2 separate regions of the Monodelphis domestica genome follow, and region 2 is linked to region 1. A link is a contact called in public Hi-C data. All regions are on one chromosome and are shown on one strand. The core of a region is the stretch at or near the end of the contact, and the rest is flanking DNA. Distances in the headings are between cores, read along the strand shown.

The links. A called contact is a pair of places that touch in the nucleus more often than the background predicts.
Region 2: a Hi-C map of limb shows a contact between it and region 1, with 2.3 times the contacts expected there. The contact joins the promoter of ROGDI here to the promoter of DNAAF8 in region 1. A contact is called at or near these places in 2 of 2 Hi-C or Micro-C datasets (limb and spleen and liver).

The regions. Positions count from the first base shown.
Region 1 is chr7:174,123,978-174,129,778 of mMonDom1.pri, forward strand. DNAAF8 (dynein axonemal assembly factor 8) reads left to right here and starts at 3,615. Exons shown (of 10, transcript XM_007498743.3): 1 at 3,615-4,104. It overlaps ANKS3 (ankyrin repeat and sterile alpha motif domain containing 3), which reads right to left and starts at 3,341. Exons shown (of 17, transcript XM_007498738.3): 1 at 3,203-3,341.
Region 2 is chr7:174,280,281-174,286,017 of mMonDom1.pri, forward strand. It overlaps ROGDI (rogdi atypical leucine zipper), which reads right to left and starts at 2,596. Exons shown (of 11, transcript XM_001367354.4): 1 at 2,393-2,596; 2 at 2,002-2,073; 3 at 1,105-1,187; 4 at 529-583. The coding sequence starts at 2,437. It overlaps GLYR1 (glyoxylate reductase 1 homolog), which reads right to left. Exons shown (of 16, transcript XM_056806119.1): 15 at 5,587-5,711; 16 at 2,959-5,262. The coding sequence ends at 5,188.

The sequences.
Region 1 (5,801 bases), core at 2,365-4,864:
CATGTGCCCCCAAATAAATTTACGTAGTGTTTGAAGCAAATGAACTATGCCACCTTACACTATATTTAGTGTCCAAAAATATTAGGAAACAAAAATGTATTAAATTATCAAATAATATACCCTTGCAAATTACTAGTCCCTCTCTGGGAATCTGTATAGCAGAATGACAAGGATTTACTTTTTAAAACAGGCAGACTTTGATATAACAAAGTCTTCCTACATAGCTGGAAACTTTGACCAATTTTGTGGTTGGTCAACTGTTCTCTAAAGTACTATTCTTGAATAGCTAGTTATCCAGGACTTATATTCCCAAATGGAATTCCAAAAGTAAGCTTTATCAACTTTATATGAAGTGTGCCAAGGTTTGTACAGGCTAACTTCCAAACTTTTTAAACTAGAATATAACTTTGTGATTCTATGAAGCTTAGGTAAGATGTATTTTGGGGGTCAATGGATTTGGCTATCTTTAGCACAGACAAAAACTCATATAACCATTCCAGTTCATGAAGTAAAGAGCTCCTTCAATTAGGCTACAAAGCAAAATTTATTCCCTTGCCAGAATCACAGAATCATAAAACTTTTGAGATAAAGAGAAGGTAGAGATGATTTAGTTCAACCCATTCACTTCACAAAGGACTGTGATGCACGAAAATGAAGTGACTTTAAAACATTACCCCACAGTTCCTATTTACTAAAAGGAAACACCTTTTACTCTGCTAGCCTAACAGATGCTGGCTAGATATTCAACTCAACAAATACTTAATAAGAATCTACTATGTCCAAAAACTACTGTTTTAGATGATGGAGATACAAAAATGGAAAATGATAATCCCTATCCTGAAGGGCCAAAAGACAGGTAGGTATAGGAAAAATGCTATGAAAAATCTGAAGAGTGAAAAATCAATTAAGGACACCTGATGTTGTGAAAAAAAGGGCTGGATTTGGCATTCCAGAACTTTGGTTCAAATCCTAATCTAACAGTTTACTATTTTAGGTAAGTTTTAGGTAAGTCACTTAACCTCTACAGGTCTTGGTTTCCTCCTCATACACTTTGAGGGTTGAACCAGAAAATCTCTAATGTCCCTTCTAATTCTAAATCTATGATTTTACTGTTACTTGGGCAGTGGGAAGAGTCAATCAAAACTTAATGTAGGAGGGCCCTCTAGATGGTTTAGTAGATAAGAGAACATGCCCTGGAGATGAGAAGTCCTGGGTCCAAATCTGGCCTTAGCTATATGACCCTGGGAAAGTCACCTAACTTTAACTGCCTAGCCCTTATAGCTCAGCTCTTCTGCTTTGGAACCAAGAATTAATATCCATTCTGAGACATAAGGTAAGGGTTTAAAAAAAAATTAATGTCAGAGACAGCACCTTCTCTTAGGCTTTGAGGAAGAATTTAAAAATTTAGAAATGTGGAAGGACAGAACACAACCTTCCAAGAATGGGGAAATATGACAAGTTCAAATAAATATATAAGAGGTGGAAAATATGTAGACAGGGGAACAGATTGGCTATATTTCAGAATCAATAAATGGGAAGTGAATAAAATAAGACAAGAAAGGTATGCTGCTTACAGATAGCAAAAGGCCTTAAATGTCAAGGGATGTTTATTTTGTCCTAGTTCACATAATGACAAAATCATAGGTGCCTGATGTATTACTGACAGCTTATCCTGAAGGCATTGAGGAATTATTAATGATTTCTGATCACTTACTGCCAGCCAGATATATGTATTAGGAAGATTACTTTTGCAGCTATGAGTTCTATCTGGTCTAGAGGGAGAAGAAAGTAAAGGGGAGGAAAGGAAAGGGGAGAGTAAAGTTAAATAAGCTATTATAGGAGGCCAGGCAAAAGTAATAAAGATGTGAACTAGAGTGGTAGCAATATAAGAAGAGAGGAGAGACAAGTTTAGATATTGTGGAGGTAGACTACACAAGAAATGTCACCTAATTGGATGTAAAAGAAGAGGTAGAGGGATAATGAGGTTTTCAGGCTATATAAGAAGAAATAAAGATATAATGAGTTCAATTTGGGCTATGTTCCATTTGAGGTGTCTATGGAATGTTCAGATGGAATTAACCAGGGAGACAAAAATATAGACCTGGAGTGGAGGGTCTTTATATACCAAAAGCACTTTATAAGCATTAGTCATTTGCAAATAGATCCACTGAGACCATGGAACTATGATAGGCAGGAAATAAAATATATTCAATTGATATTAGGATCATTGATCTAGAGTGTTAAGAGACTTCAGTGAACATTTAGTTCAACCCTTTTATTTTACAGAAGAGGAAGCTGAGATCAAGAGATGACTTTTTCCAAGGAAGTTTCTCCAAGATCACAGAATTAATAGCAAACAGGGTAGCTAGGTGGTACAGTTGATAGAACACCGGACCTGGAGTTCAGATTCAGCCCCAGATATCTGCTAGTTGTTGTGTCCCTGGGCAAGTTACTTGGCTCTGTTTGCCCAAGTTTCCTTACCTATAAAATGTGCTTCAGAAGGAAATGCCAAACCATTCCAGTATTTTTGCTAAAAAAATTCCAAATGAAATCATGAAGAGCCAAACACAACTGAACAACAACAAAGCCAGGCTCACCATAATGAAAGTTTTGAGTTAGCTATTGATCAGTAGTTAGAGCACTGGGTCTGGAGACAGGAAGACCTAAGTTCAAATCTAGCCTCAGATACTTCCTAGCTGTATGACCACATGCTAGTTACATAGTCTCTGAATGTCTGACCAAAGGAACCACTGGAGAAGGAAATGGCAATCCATTCTAGTAGTATCCTAGGCAAGAAAATCCCATAAATGGATAGCTATGACCCATGGGGTTAAACAGAGTCAAACACGAATGAACAATTAAACTGAACAATAAGAAGTAACAAGGCCTGGATCTGAAAGCCTCTGGTCATTCATCTTGTTCCACTGCACCATGCTATCTTTACAATGCCTGGTTATAAGGTAGGCTGGAAGAAAAAAACTTAACCTGTTCAATTTGATAGCTAGGAGGTGTAAGAGACAGAGTTTGAGCTCGGGTCAAAGTACAGCGCTGCCCACTCCACAGATCCCCAAGATCCCTTCCAGCACTGAGTGTCGAAGACAGCTCCACGTCATTCCTGCCTTACGCCGAGCGGGCTCAGCATTCAGCCCCGTGGGACCGATCCGGGCACAGGCTGGCAGGTGCCCCCGCCCCCAGGTGGTACCTGCGCTGGGGACTCATGAGCCTCGAGGCCTTTGTCGGGCCGGGGCCACGTCCAACGACAACGGTCCTTCCTCAGCTCCCGCAGCCCGTGACGAAAAGGCCCCAGAGCCGTGGACTCAGGAAACAACAAGGAAATCGGCCCGCCGGTCACTTAACGCCCACATGACCCGTCGCTCCCTTCCAGGCTTGGCACAGCTACGGGGCAGGCCCCCAACCTTGCCTTCGGGAATTACGACTCCGTCCCGGCCAGAGGAAGAGGCACAAGCCTGCGGCTCCTAGGCTGGAGGAGAGCTCAACACATAGACGCCTCAACGCCCGTAACCCACACCCAGGGTCCCACGCCGGAAGTGATTGGGGGGACGCAGGGGACGCTGGGACTCTTAGTTTCCCCTTACGCCTCCTCAGGTCTAGAACACTGAAACGTAGAGTCTCGGACCTGTGGGGAAAACCCATGCCTTATCTCGGTCTTTGACGTGCTGATTGACCAATAAAGAATGAGAAAGAATTAAGCCCCGCCCACTAGGCCGAGCCAAGTGGACCAATTGTGTTTGGAGACTGAGCAAAACTCTGAAGATCTAGGTAGGAGAACGGAATAAGGCGAGGAAAAATAACAGAAGGAAAACAAAAAAAGTTGGCATTTTGTAGAGGTGTGGACAATGTTTCTTATTAGATTCAAATTTTGATCTTTGTGTAATTTTTTTTTAATTTGGTGTATTTTGTTGAAAGGGAAATAAAAAATTCCTTCTTCAAAAAAAAAAGTTGGCAGAATCAAAGATTTTCCTCGTTCACCCTCCATTCGGCTGGAAGAGAGACGCCTTTGGTGATGTGTTCCTATTCGGAGTATGTTATGTGCTATATGTCCCTGACGGGACCTGAGTGAGCAGTGGGAATCAGAAACTTCAGGTGAGTTGAGGCGGACCCGTTTCATCTGAAGGGAAAAATGTCCCTCTCTTAGGAGAACAGTTAGAAAGAAAAGTGATAGAAAGATGTGAGGAAATAACGAGAAGCCTTCCAATTCCCCAAATGTAAAAACAGAAAGAACAACTTGGGAAGGCAGTTAGCGTCTGGTTACCACGGAAACAGATGACTTAGTGACTCACGTGGTTATGAGTTGAAGCGACCCAGGAAAAAAGAGTATAGGTCTATTCCCTCACCGATCTTCCACTATTCCTCAACTTCAGACTCAAAAACAATAGATTAATCAATGCCAATTTTGCTATGTCAGATCTCAGATCTAGCTAAGTTCTGCAACTAGGACTTTGTAGGGATGTACCCAAGTCACTGCCACGCATTCAGCAACATTTATTATTGTTCGGGAGGCACTAAACTAATTGCTGAACTAAGCCCAGATGGCCCCGCTGTCTGGACATTTGATCTCTCAATGCTTCGTTTTCTTTTCTGTGAAATAATAAATTAACTCGGAGAACGTCTCCCAGGGTTATTTCGAGGATGAGGGTGAATGTGAAAGTGCCATGAGAAAGTAAAGAGTGTTGTACAAATGTCAATATTCATTAAATTATTGTTTTTATTATTAATTACTACATCAGTGGAAGGCATTTCCACACCAGGAATTCCTTATACCAATAATATCACAGGTCTGGATTACACAGGGTGTCCAAAAGTCATTGCAATTTAAAGCTTAAATATCTTATTAATGACCAAAGCCGCTTAAAATTGCACCAAGGTTTTTGGAACATCCCGTATAGAGAGGGATGGAGATTTTTTATTCTACAACTCAAGATTGTTGTAAATTTCTTAAAACAATTACTTCATTAGTTTGCATGCTACATTACAATTATCTTTTTGAGACTGAAGGCAGGAACCTAAACCAGGTAAGACTTTCTCCATTGCTACAATTCTATGAAAATGTTAATTGAGCAGATGTAGAGCTGCCTTCTGAGATCTCCCCACAAAAGTGTCCCAGATTCTTAAAAGGTTAGCGAACATGATAAAACCCCAGTTTCAAAGCCTTGTAAAATGTTAGAGCTAGATCATATGAATTTAGAAATCATCTGGTCCAACTCCCTCGTTTTTCAAATAAGCAACCAAGTCTCAGAGAAGCAAATTGATTTTCATATCATGCCTATTACTAAATAAAGAAGAGCTCCAGTTCTTTACTATGTCTACATAGTATTTTGTTGTTTAGTCCTTTTCAGTCAAGTTTGAATTTTTGTGACCCCTTTTGGGGTTTTCTTGGCAAAGATACTAGAGTAATTTGCCATTTCCTTCTCCAGTTCATTTTATAGATGAAGAAAACTGCAACAAACTGGGTTAAGTGACTGGCCCCTGAGTCACCTAGTTACTAAGTGTCTGGGAAATATGAGAGCCTTGGAGGTGCTTACAGGCCCAGATTTGATACCTCTGTTCTAGAGCACTGAGAAATGAAAGTATTTGCCTGGGGTCAATTAGCTAGTATGTGTCAGAGACAGGACTTGAGCCCAGATCTACATGCCTTCCTGGCCAGCTTCCTATATACTATACTACCTGTGTCTTAGAATCTATTTACATGTATGCCAGAAGAAGAAATGATAAGGTTAATTTTTTTAAAAACATGGAAAGACCTATAGGAAATTATGAAGCGTGAAATGAGTAAAACATTA
Region 2 (5,737 bases), core at 1,346-3,845, 160 kb after region 1:
GCTAACACATAGCTAGGTGGCAGGTACTTAGGAAATCATTGTTTTGATATTACTGAGATCAGGGTGAGAAGGAAAGCAAAGTTAGATAACTGGGTAACGCTAATTATCGAAACAGTGCTCCTGGTAAGAAAAATTGCAGAACCAAAAAGTCTGGTCTTTTCAGGATCTAATGACAAGGATGATATTTTCTGCTTCATTACAAGCTAGTTTCCAAGAATCTACTCCTTTAACAAGCCTTTATTTAATTCTCCCTGTTCATGGATAATGCTCTCAAGAAGCTTAATATCTAGTAAATGTGGAAAGGGCAAATATACAAATGTAGGGTCACTCAGACAAGAGGTACAATGTGCCATGGAGTTTCAGAAAGATCTCCCATAGAAAAGGTTTCACAGAGGAGGTAGGATTTGAGGTAGGCCTTGTGTGTAGGATTTCAGCAGTCAAAGATATGGGGAAGGAATTCTAATTTGAGAACATATAATCAAAAGGAAAGAGGCGGGAAAGCACAGGTTCTTCCCTTCAAAGACTCACCGCTTGGCTCAGTGCGTCCCCTTGTAGAGTCAACACGCCCTTCACCTGATCTGTGCTGTAATACATGACTGTTAGGGCAAAATCTTCTTCCTGTCAGCCCCCTCTTTAAGCCCAGAGACACCTCCCTCTGCTTTTGTGTAATCCTTGACCTTCCCTATCCCTCCTCACTTCCACCCCATATCTTAAGGCAAACACCTTCAGGATTATGGAGAAAGATTATTCTTAAGGTCTTTAGATACTTCTCCATGTAGGAATAGAAGCCTTTACAAGAACATATTTATGATTTTAGTTTGTAAAAATAGCTGTTATCTGCAACCTTCTTATATACTATATATGGATACCAAAGCTGTCAATATTTGAGATAAGATTAGACAGCAAAGAGAGTCCAATCTGGATTAGGGTAGCTCTGTTATTGACCCTCACCCTCTTGCACCTACTTTATACCCAAGGTAAAGACTGGGTGATGATACAGTAGGGTCCTCTACATTATTCCTGATCCTGTATTAGAACTGATCTTAAATCTTAGAGATGACATGCTTATCTGGAGTTAACCCCAAACTTCTTTCCCAGACTTACGTGGAACTTCCTAGGATGAAGTTCTCTTGCCTGGCTGGTCCTTCCGTTCCTGTCCCAGGCAGAGTAAATCGGTAAGAGGCTTCCTGTTGTGGAATAGAGGTGATAAGCTAAGAGAAAGTTTAAAGTTAATGTTGCCACATAGATGCAGCTCTGAGCCCAAGAGAAACTATTGCAATCAAACTTCCTTCTCAAAAGCTACCTTGAGAGACAACACAGTTAATCAAGAGGCAAAGTCAGCATATATCCAAAAATGTCTTTTCCCCAGGGCAGGTGCTCCCTGGCAATGCAAAGTTTCACAACACAGAAGTCATACTTACCCCCCAGGATCTTCCTGGGATCACTGGAATGCAGGAAGTGACCAGAGGAACACAGATTTAGTGTTGAAAGAAGACGGCTAAGTCGTGCAATGGGACTGGGGTCAGAAAGACTAGAGATCAAATGTGGTCTCAGACAATGGCTGTGTGCCTGATCCTGGGCAATTCGCTTAACCTTTGTCTGCCTCAATTTCCTCAGTGCAAAATGAGGATAATAATAATAGAACCTACCTTCCAGGGTAGCTGTGAGGATAAAATGGGCGTAAAGTTGCTTAGCAGTGCCCGACACATAGAAGGCCCTTAACAAATGCTTATTTCATTCCCAATCACCTCCCTGTTCAGACGGAGAAGGGTGAGGCCCACAGAGGTTGTGACTTGCCCACGATCCCACGGGTGTTTTACATCTGAAAACCAGGGCCTCTAATTTCAAATCCGAGCCTTTAAATTACACACTTTCTGGTTGGGTTCCAGAACTGACCAGCCATCTGAATGATCTTCAGTTCGTAGGTCTCTCCTTACCCCTTCTGGTTTCAACACAGATGGGGAGGCGGGGCAGAGCTGTGAGGGCCCGAGGAAGGATTACCTTGAGGATGTCCTGCAGCTGGCGTAGCACCGCGTGGACCTCGTCGTGAAGTAGCCACTGGAACTCCTCCTCCTACCCAAGGGAGAGTGAGATGAGCGGCGCCCTCGGGCATGCCCTCAAAGGGTATGGGTGGAGGAGGGGTGGGGACGCCTGGGCCGTTGCAGGCCTCGGGGGTTCCCAAACACAGTAGGTGCTGGCCTCTCCGCTTCGGCTGGTCCGAGATGGAGTGGGGGTGGTACGGCAGATGGAAGGAGCAAACTGGGGGCGAAATTCGCGTAGCTGTAGGGAGTCAGGGGGCGGTAGGACCTGCCCAGTCGGCCCCAGGCTCCGAGCTGGGTACACGTCCGGCTGGAGAGGGCGCCCAGGAGCGGTGCCCATTCGGGTGACTTACCAGCACCGCCCGCTCTGCCGCTGTCGCAGCCATCACGGTGGCCATCTCGGTCAACTCCGAAAACGTCGCCGCCGGCCCTTACCCAGGCCCTCAGACCCGTGGCCCCGCCTCCCACTCCGCAGTCTATAGGTTGATGGGTTCCGGGGAGCGGATAGGCGGCTTCTGGAGTTCAGCCTGCGCTCTGATAGGTAATGAAGGCTGCGATGCACAATTTCATTGGTTGGGCTGCCTTTTGCTCCCTCCTCATTTAGTTGGGCTTGCAGATAAACTGCACCGCACCCCACTCTGCTTTAATCTTGACTGGGCTTCCCTTCAGTCTTTTAGGTATCAAGTTCAGTCTTGGAAGCAGTTGGTTGGTGTATCCTCATCTCCCCATTTCTCTAATCGGACATTTCGTTTCTACTCTGCTCACGGATTAGTTTAACAGACAAGTGGAAATGGACAGGAGAGCCTTATGACATTAGATGGTTGGCTCTGTGCAGTTTCTTTTCCTTTAGCGCTCACAGGGCCTACCAGCCCCTGCAAGCCCTCCCACCTAAGATTCTCCAGCAACACAAACACATGGATTTACCAAGAAAGGTTTTATTTTCTTGCAGTAGCCTTGTTAATTGCACAAAATCATATTTTATTTTGCCATTTAAACATTATCACACAATCCTATTCTGAATGACAAACGTTAATTAAAAACAAAGCAAAAATAAAAATTCACAACCTTAATTACCTAGAGGGTTTGTCATTGAAAGGGGTAAAAGAAAACTGCTTTTCTTACAGGCTTTTCACAAATGTCACATTTTCTCTCTTAAAAAGGAGTCAAAAACAAAAGCGAAATAGCTAAAACATAAAGTCATAAAAAGGAACTTTACAGAATTGTCAACAATATTAAGACAACACTGACTAGCCAGTTTCATTACAGCATCACCCAGATCCAGAGCTTCTCCCCTCCCTCCCCCCACCCAATACTCCCTCCCACTATCCTGGCCAGAAACAGAACTGGCATGTTCAGAGACAGAGATAAGGACAGTATTGCCAGTGAAACAAACATCTGGACCAGAATTACTGCATCTTTCCTGTGTCCCCTCTCTTCTTCCACAAGTTTCATTTCTCAAACCTAGACTGTAAGAGATAAAGAGGAAAGAGGGACAAGCCTCCAGATACTGGAAAAAAAAAAACCCAAAACAACACAAAAAACAAAACCAAACTATACCCAAAGAGCTGTCACTTAACCCCCCCTCCCCCAATGAATATCGATCTTAAGTTTTATGTGACTTCAGAAAACCAACCCAAATGAAGGGGAAGGTAAGTTTAAGATTTCAGGGATGACAGTTTCTCCTTGTTCCTATGTACCATTTCAGTCCCACTCAGGTACCCTCCCCAAAGAGAATATAGGGATCTCCAAGATGGACTTGGGTTTACCTTTCTAGTCTGTCAGGACCCATCTCAGACAAAGTCTTCTCTTTCCCCAAACAGGGACTTTGTGGCCCCAGAGGCACAAAGAACATGATGCTGGCTGGAGTGCAATTACTCATTCCTTTACTAAGAACTGATCCCATGATTGGTCAGTGTTGGTTACCCAGGGCAGGGGAAACTAGGTCTGGGTCAAAGTAGGCAAAAAGACACACCCACTGTCTCTTCAAAGGCAGGGGTGGTTAGGAAGAAAAAACTGGTGGCATGCACAACAGGGCTCTCTGTATGGACATAGATGGAAGGGCCTAAAGGGAAGATCAAGAGGACTCCACAAGGAGCCAGAAGAGCATGTGACATAACGGAAACAGAAAGGAGTCAATCTTCTACACATACCTCCTCACTGCTCTCCCATTGGTGTGCTCACTCCACTCTCCCCACCCCACCCCACCCCATCCAGGCTGGAATGCAAATCCAAACACTAAATCAGATCAGTGATGGCTAAATCCCATCTATTTTATCAGATAAACCCCTTTGATTATGCTTATAAGGGCCAGGAATTCCAATTTCAGACTGGGTCTTGGCAGATGGTGGATTCTGTGATGGGATGGTGATGGTGGGGTGGGCCTGTTTTTCATTCAAACCCGAAGAAATCTTTCTAGTTCATAAAACCATGTAAGAAGGAATTTGTTTACTAGTAGTTTTCTTTAGAATGATGGTGGCTTAAACACCCAAATCTTCTCCTACTGGCTGCTTGTAGCCTGAGGTACCATGGGCCCCTTTCTGGGGTCTGTGCCACCTCACTGTCCTCCCCTCCCCCCCTGGGGGGCATGTGCTGACGTGGGAGACCTAGGTGGCCTCCTAATGGAGCAGGCTCTGTTCCCAGGGAATTCAGGGCAGCAGGATCAAAAGGAAGAGCCAATCCCAAGAGTTAACTCATTTCACAACTAGGACACTATGGAAGCTGCTTCTTACAACCCCAATGAAAGGGGAAGGGGGCAAGATGGACTCTGACCCCCTATGCTAGGAGGAACTCAGACTCTGACAAACTCAGGAAGGAGAAAGAAGCCAAGCAGATTCTGGCAGCATTGCTTCTGGGGGTGAAGGGGTGGGGCCTGTTTGAACACACAGCCACCATTCTGATCCAGGCAGCAAGTGCACAGCAGGACTGCTCATCAGTTTTCCACAATCCAATATCATCTTTCCCTACCCCCTCCCCCCTTTCCCTGAGCCCCCAGGGGAGGCCTGATGCTGCAGCTGCACTCATGGCAAATCTTTTCAAAGTCTGTGTATAAAAGGAAACGTAGAGACAGATGGACTGGTCCAGAGTTAAGTCCCAGGACCCTGACCCCATGTGAGGAATGGGGATTAGCAGGAAGATAGGGCCTTAGGGCTTAGTGTATGTAGGCTCGGTACACAGCAGACATGTCATTGTCAGACTGGTCCAGCGCCTTGGCTCGTTTATATACCTGAAATGACAAAGAGTTAGGGTTATTTTTTTGTCCCCAGAAATAAAGTCTGTGAGGAAAATACTGTATAACTGCAATCAATAAGCATCTACTGTGTAAATGACACTATGGTACGATATGGTAGCAGTTGAGTTACAGATGAATTAAAAGTCACAGGCTTACTATTTAGTTAGTGCCCCTCTTGCTTGCTCACTGTTCCAGTTCCACCTGTTGCATTTTTGTCTTACTATATTCTTTTCTGGAAATTACTTAATGGTTCTTCAAATTTTATTTAATTCCCATCCTCGAGTTTCATAATAAGGACAATCACAGGATTATATGTACCTCGTTTGCTGCAGCTGCCATAGGAGTTGGGTGGTTGACAGAATCACCTAGTGCAATGGCTAATCTGAGATCCTTCTGGATATACTTCAGGTAGAAATCAGGTTTAAAGTTCCCTTGTAGGATATCTAGAGGGAAAAAAACCCCAGGCAAT